2 separate regions of the Mus musculus genome follow, and region 1 is linked to region 2. The links are chromatin contacts, called in public promoter capture Hi-C maps. All regions are on one chromosome and are shown on one strand. Each heading gives the region's core, a stretch centred on a gene start, on an enhancer-like site or on the middle of the called end of the contact. The rest is flanking DNA. Distances are from core to core; before and after follow the strand shown. Region 1 holds the start of Irs4 (insulin receptor substrate 4). Region 2 holds the start of Col4a5 (collagen, type IV, alpha 5).

The links. Promoter capture Hi-C pulls out the DNA fragments that hold promoters and counts their contacts.
Region 1: a promoter capture Hi-C map of embryonic stem cells shows a contact between it and region 2. The contact joins the promoter of Irs4 here to the promoter of Col4a5 in region 2. A contact is called at or near these places in 4 of 39 promoter capture datasets (embryonic stem cells, hippocampal neurons and liver), 3 of 484 Hi-C or Micro-C datasets (the HL-1 cell line and embryonic stem cells), 1 of 115 datasets of contacts at active chromatin or transcription factors (astrocytes) and 1 of 9 other capture datasets (pancreatic islet).

What each region holds. Positions count from the first base shown.
Region 1 is chrX:141,723,607-141,726,725 of GRCm38.p6, forward strand. It overlaps Irs4 (insulin receptor substrate 4), which reads right to left and starts at 1,611. Exons shown (of 2, transcript NM_010572.2): 1 at 1-1,611. The coding sequence starts at 1,592. It overlaps Gm15295 (a long non-coding RNA gene), which reads left to right. Exons shown (of 4, transcript XR_003953074.1): 3 at 200-1,842; 4 at 2,453-3,119.
Region 2 is chrX:141,473,611-141,477,136 of GRCm38.p6, forward strand. It overlaps Col4a5 (collagen, type IV, alpha 5), which reads left to right and starts at 1,809. Exons shown (of 53, transcript NM_001163155.1): 1 at 1,809-2,205. The coding sequence starts at 2,125. Col4a6 (collagen, type IV, alpha 6) reads right to left here and starts at 466. Exons shown (of 45, transcript NM_053185.2): 1 at 199-466; 2 at 1-3. The coding sequence starts at 209.

The DNA of each region.
Region 1 (3,119 bases), core at 361-2,860, 250 kb after region 2:
TGGTTTCCTCCGGCACCCTGGCCTCCTGAGCCCTGGCCACCTCCAGATCCCTGTCTCCCACCTGAGCCCTGGCTACTGGAACCTTGGCCACTTGAGCCCCGTCCACCTCCTGAGCCCCGGCCATTTCCTGAGCCCCAGTTGTTCATAGGTATGCAATCACCTCGGTTTCCTTCCTCACCCTCCTTGTCTTTTTCTTCAGTGTTGCCAGAGCTGGAACCGGAGGCTTCACGGGCTCTGTCGTTGGGGACATCTTCAGGCTGTGGGATCCTTCCCGGGCTAGGTGCTGAGCGTCGGAAAAGGCTGGGTGGTACTGACGCGGCTCTCCTGGACCTGCGGGCTCTGGGCAGGTGCCCTCTTCCTCGCCTAAAGGGAGGCGGAGGCTCTCTGGGTGAGATGAAGCGCCTGGTGAATAGCATCTCTTCCCTCTCACGGATAGCTCTGAGGCGGCAAAACTGCTCCAAGCCGTATCTTCTGAGCCAGCCACCAGGCTCCAGCGGGAGCAAGCCCAGGTGCCTCCTAGTGGACAGCAGGGTTAACAGGTGGGCGCCAATACTGATGCTGTAGCTGCGGCATCGGGCTCTGTATTCATCTGCGCACAAGGCTCTCATCTTCTCCAGAAACAGCTCATGCATATTTTGGGCCACCACGGAGTCATCCACTTGCATCCACAGCTCCCCCGGACCTATGACAGTGGATCTGCCGACTTCCAAGAAGAAGTACTGCTCCGAGTGCCCACAGCGACGAATGCTCAGCAGCTGGACGACCACACTGGCCACTTCGGTATTGAGCCTTACAAACACTACCTCTTCGTCGGTAAGACACAGCCGGAACACGCCGCTCAGCTCTTTTCTGTGCCCCAGCCCCCTGGGTTTCACTACTACCTGCCACACATCTTTGTAGAAGGGTGGCTCCGCCGCCGCTGCGGCCGCCAGGGCTGCCGGCTCTCCGTCCGGCAGTGCGCCTAGCGTGCCGCAGCGGCGGCGCTTGCTCTCGAGGATGAGGCGGCTGAGGAGCAAGTACCAGCTTTCTTGTTCCGACTCGTTCTCGGCCACCATCGCGAAGTATTCGTCCTGGGTAAAAAGGGCAATGAGGTGTCGGTACCTGGCATCGGCGCGCTGGCTCACGGAGAAGCATTGGTACAGGATGATCACGCGCCGTGGTGGGATGAGCGCGGGGACCGCAGCACCGGAGGCGGCCGCCTCTGCTGCAGCCGCCGCGGCGCGGACACTGTGCCGGAACTTCCTGGCATTTCGGTAGTATTCGAGTCGAGCTGGAGCGTCTGCGGTCTCGAGTTTGAGCACGAAGTAACGCCTATGCCCATGCTTCTGCTTCCTCAGGTAGCCGCGTTTGCAGACTTCATCCCCGACGGGGAGGTCCTCCTCTTCGGATTCCGAGTCTGACCGGGAGCCAGTGGCTGTGGAGAGCCACATGGCTCCCGGACAGGACGACCCGGTCCCAATGAGTGCGGTCCGGGTTCCCGAGGAAAGGAGCGGGGTGGTCGCCACTGCTGCTAGAGCTGCGGAGGCTGCTGCTGCTGCTGAGGCTCTCAGTCTCCTAAGCGCTTGGTGGCCAGAGAAGGAGCAACTCGCCATGGTGATGCACCGTGGTTTTAAGGTGAGCGGAGGGGAGGGGGGGCTCGAGAAGGGAGGGCTTTGGGGGGAGAAGAGGCAGTCTCCCCCTGTCTGCCCGCCCCAGACCCCTCCCGCCTAGGCCCGCGTCCCCGCCCACTTCACTGGGCTCAAGGCAGTGGGCAAAACAACACGTGACCGTCGCCTCACGCGGCAGCTCGCACCACAGGCAGCTACCCCAGCGGTGGAGGGGCGCAAGCGGCCACCAGTAAAGGTGTGCGTGGGATGGGGACCTGGAGCCAGGGAAGCAGGGCCATCTTCAAAGCGCCAGAGACCCTTTGGGAGAATCTAAGGGCGTTTGGTTCAAGGCAAAACCGACGGGAGGAGGCGGGGCTCTCTAACCACACCAAGCCTAGTCCTGAGTACCAGAAGGATGGGGTGGAGGGTAGACGTGAGAGGTGGAGGACACAGCGGCCAGCCATCGTGACAAGATGGGTTGCCGCAGCCCCACACCCATTTGGCCGGAGGGGGATAGAGGTGTTGGGAGGGGAGGGGGCAGGCAGAGCACCGGATGGTTTGTTTGTTTATTTAGGAAGCCGGGGGACCAGGTGAAATCGCTGCAAGGCTCTGATTGGTTAGGATACGAGCCAATGGGAGGGTCCAACAAGGGGGTGGCCCTGAATACATTAGTTTAGTGGAAGGGGGAGTTGGGGGATGAGGGGGCGTGGTTGGGGTCCCAGAGAGGGGCTTCTCAATCTGCTTGTCTCTGGATCAGGCTGTAAACAACCCTCGGAAAATAGCTGTTAATGGTGGTGATAAATTCCTGCAAATCCCAGAGCCGCGGTGACCCCTCTGCCAGGAGCCCTTTCTCTTTTTCCCTACAGCTCACATTTTCCCTTCCGATCGCAGTTTGCTCTAGTTCCACCCGCCTCTCACTTTGAGCTGTGCTTCTTAGCAGAAAATGTCAGTTATCTCTGGAAACGCGGCAAGGACCTGGGTCCTCAGACCTGCTACACACCAGGCTGCACACCAGGCTGCACACGCCTCCTCGCCCTCTCCACCCCTGACAAAAGCCAGGGACTCCAAAGACTCGGGAATTACGGCGATGCCTTCAAAATTAACGCTATCTGTACACAGAGTGTATTTCTAGTCCACGAAAACACAGGTTTGCTAGATGTGATGTTTCTATTTGATTGATGACGACTATAAAAGTACAAATTTGGGGGCCTGCGAAGTATACAGCCATGTTGGAAAAAGCCGGACTTGATTCTTTTCTGAAAACCAATATTGAGCTGTCAAGATATTCCCCCCACATCCCAGGGCAGTACTTTGAACTGTACCCTTAAGGAATTAACAAATAGTAACTTTCTTTGTCCTTGAAGGAGACCGAGAAACTTTATGAAAAAGAAAAGCTCTTATCTAGAACAAAGGACTGTATGAATATATACCCTTGAATATATTTTGCATCCTTTACTTCAGGAAGGTCTTTGCTTCATTTCAGTTTACAAATGATATCACAAAAATAATGAATCTACTGCCTCCCTTCTTGGA
Region 2 (3,526 bases), core at 559-3,058:
AATCTGAAAGGAGAGGGAGGGTGAGAAACATGGGCTCTCTGGACTACAGGGTCCTGAGTGAGAAAGTGTTCCCCCGGGCTCCCTTTTGATGCCTACTCCCACTTTTTCCGCAGTGACAGAAGTGCAAGTATAGTCCTGGCTTGGGAAAGCAGTCCAAAGTTGGAAAGAGGAGGGGGATTCTGAGCAGCAGCAGCTCACCCAGGGTGCATGCTTGTGGCTGCTCCGGAGCTGGGTCCCAGGAGACTGCTAAGCTGCTCCGCGGCGCGGGCTCATCTGGGCTCCGTTGATGCTTGGCAGTTTGTTCCTTATTCAGGACAGTGTGGGGAAGGGGGGCGAAGTGGCTTAATTTGGAAGAAACTAAAATCAGCCGCTAGAAAAAAAAAGTGCCCCAAAGGAAAACACACGCAGTGGTGCCCGCTACAACTTCTAGCACTCAGGAGATAGTTCCATGAGCCCAGGGAGGAAGGAATGGAGGGGGACGGGGCGGGGCTGCCTGCTGTCAATCACCTCCCCCTACCTTGGGAAGCTGCTTCTCTTTCTCAATTTCAAGCACCTCTGCACATAACCGTTCCAAAGTTTCATGCACAGGTCTCTAGAGACCTATACACAAGAATCTATGCAAGTAGGCATTATATATTTCCATAAAGTAAAATAGACTTGGGTGCACTACTACTACATAGGCAGATAGTCCTGAAAGAGACCTTGCACAAGGGCCCAAGTGTGCAGACTCTTATTCTAACTTCCTATTTTTTCACTAAACTTTTAGAAAGATGAGGAGGGAATCTCTGGAGTTGTAAGCCTAATCTCTAAACCCAGTAAAACTGAGGAGGAATTGGTCCTTATAAAACGGATTCAAAATATAAAGAATGCAGTTTATCCCAGACTGAGAATAGAAATGTTCAGAAGAATTCTTTAGCAAATTCCTGAAAGACACTCCAAGGAGTCCACATCGTGTATATTTTTGGTCTTTTGGTTCTTAAAAGTGTCTACAAGTTATCAAAGCGATATGCATGCCTACTTCATCTAGGAGACACAAATTCAACTACTATTGACTCCATATAGACATTTTAAATGAGATGCTTGTTTTAGTTGTAAGGAATTATGCTAATGTTATATAATTGCTTGCCACAGGTCCTTCTGAAATAGAATGATGGCAGCCACTACCTTTTACCTTAGCTTGATATAAGTGACAAATATTATTTATGGTACTCAATACATGTAAATAGAAACAGTAAGTAAGTTACAATAACATTTAACCTTTTAACATTATTAACCTACTTAATGCATCCTATATGGCATATGTTGTTACATACATTAGGTATTCACAAATACATATGTTCATTGTCTTACTTTATATACGTATATCTAATATTTTCTCATTTTCTGTTTGTATATAGAAACTGTCCTACCAACACTTGAAAGGCAAAGGCCAGCAGCCCATGGAGCAGAGGCGAAAACTTTGTTTCTAATGATTAACAATAAAAAGCACCACACTCTGAAATCCATCCGCTGGAAAAAATAGTCCCAGCTCAGGTCTGTTTGTCAATGGCTTTGATGCAGACATCTGAGGGAAAGCTGGACTGGCAGGCAAGAGTACTGTTAAGAGAAGCTGCCAATGAACAAACGAGAAATCTTTTTGGTTGGACTTGTGGGGTTCAGTCAACTTGTCTTGAAGTTTCCCTCCCTCAAATAACTGAGCGTCACTCCCTCGCAGGTTGCCGGTGCAGTGGGAAGCACTGGCGGAGTGATACGCAAATTCCCCAGCGCCAGCGGGGAGGGGGCGGTGCAGGGAAGAGAGCGAGGAAAGTAGATTTGTAGGACGTTGAGTGAGGAAAGTTTGCAAGTCCCAACAGAAGGCAAAGTGCTCCTGAGAGATCGGCTTTGGGGAGGGGAGGGGGGAGGGAAGAACAGCTTTCTTTTCTTGTTCTTGCTCTCCCTCTCTCTCTCTTATTTTAATCGCTTCCCTCTTATAAATCTCTTCCCCCAAGTGCACCAGCATAACCGGGACACTCACTGTCCCCTTTCTAGCTCTCTTCTCAATAACCCTTCAAGATTATGTCAATCGGTCTGAAGGGACCTGGGATTCCCTGCGGGTGCTGACGGAGCTGCGGGAGCCAGAGAAGAATGCAAGTGCGTGGAGTGTGCCTGGCTGCCGGCTGGTTCTTACTGGCCCTGTGTCTGTGGGGGCAGCCCGCAGAGGCTGCGGTAAGTCCTCCCTCCCGCCCCATCACTGCTCGCTCCAACAGAAACCACTGGAGCCTTTACCTTCCCTACTCTTTGACCTTGGCCAGGGAAGTCAAAATTGGCTTTAAGTAGAAAGAAATATAATTCCCAACTCTGGTCTGAGGGAAAATTCCAAGTGTTTAAAAACAGGGCCGCTTACTTCTCTGTAGCTACCTCTTCTGGGGCAAGAGTGGGCAGAGGGTGTGGGAGGCACATTAATGGGTCACTGGGCTCTGGAGGATATTTAAAACTTTTCTTCCTCTCTATCCCCCACCCAGGGTAGCTGTCTACCAGCTAGCTTCTTTCACTACTTGGACCCAGCCCAAGCACGATTTAACCTTGGTTTATAGTTTAAAATTTGGTTCCTCTAAAATTGAACTGTGGTCAGTGTGGTAATAGCCTTGATGGAGTTCTTCTCTTGGCATATGCTCTTTTCTTAAGCCACATGAACCCACCCCCCACCCCAGGTTTGTAAAGTTCTGCCCTGTTTTCTGACCTGTTGACATCATTCTTTTACAAAAGATAAAATAACCTATCAACCAGGACGAAGTAAAGAAGCATACATAGTCTTATGCTTCAGGAGTTTTGCACATTAAAAAAAAAAAGTTATGGGTTTCTGTTGGCTTGCACTTTTTAAACTCATAAAGGCACCTGAACAACTTGAGAGTTTGCCTTTCACCCATTTAAAGGACAAGAAGTCTCAGTTTTCCAATGGGAATGAGCTCTATGGGTTAGAAGAGTGGGGGAGGATGCTCACACGAAATGACAGAGCAAAAAGTTCCACTTGCCTTTAGGAATGTAGACTGGATACCACAGCCTGTTCCTGAGCAGGAAATCTGGGTAGTCCCAACACCCACTCTCCTTCTGGAGATAAGAGGTAAATGCAAAGGAATGAAGGGCTTTGCTGCAGAAAATATTCTCCAGTTTGAAGTCTACCCTACTTAATTTCATATAAACTGTGAACAACTAAATGTGTGACAAATTATTTAAGTATTATATTTGAGTACACAGAATGGATGTTTAAAACCACTTAAATATGGCATCATAGCTTAGGCCTTCACATGGTGGAGTGACTATCAATCCTTTAGACGCAGCTACAATATTACAGACATCTGGGTCTACATCAAAGTTAGCTTCCTTTTGGACTCAGCACACCTCAGATCACATTGCCCTCTGTATATGCTAGAAAAACTGTGTATACTGCTGTTACAAAAAGTAACTTTGATGTTATTGTAATCACAACATAATTATGATAGAAAATCTGTGGGAAAACTTGCACATCTAAAATGTTTTAGTTATGCAT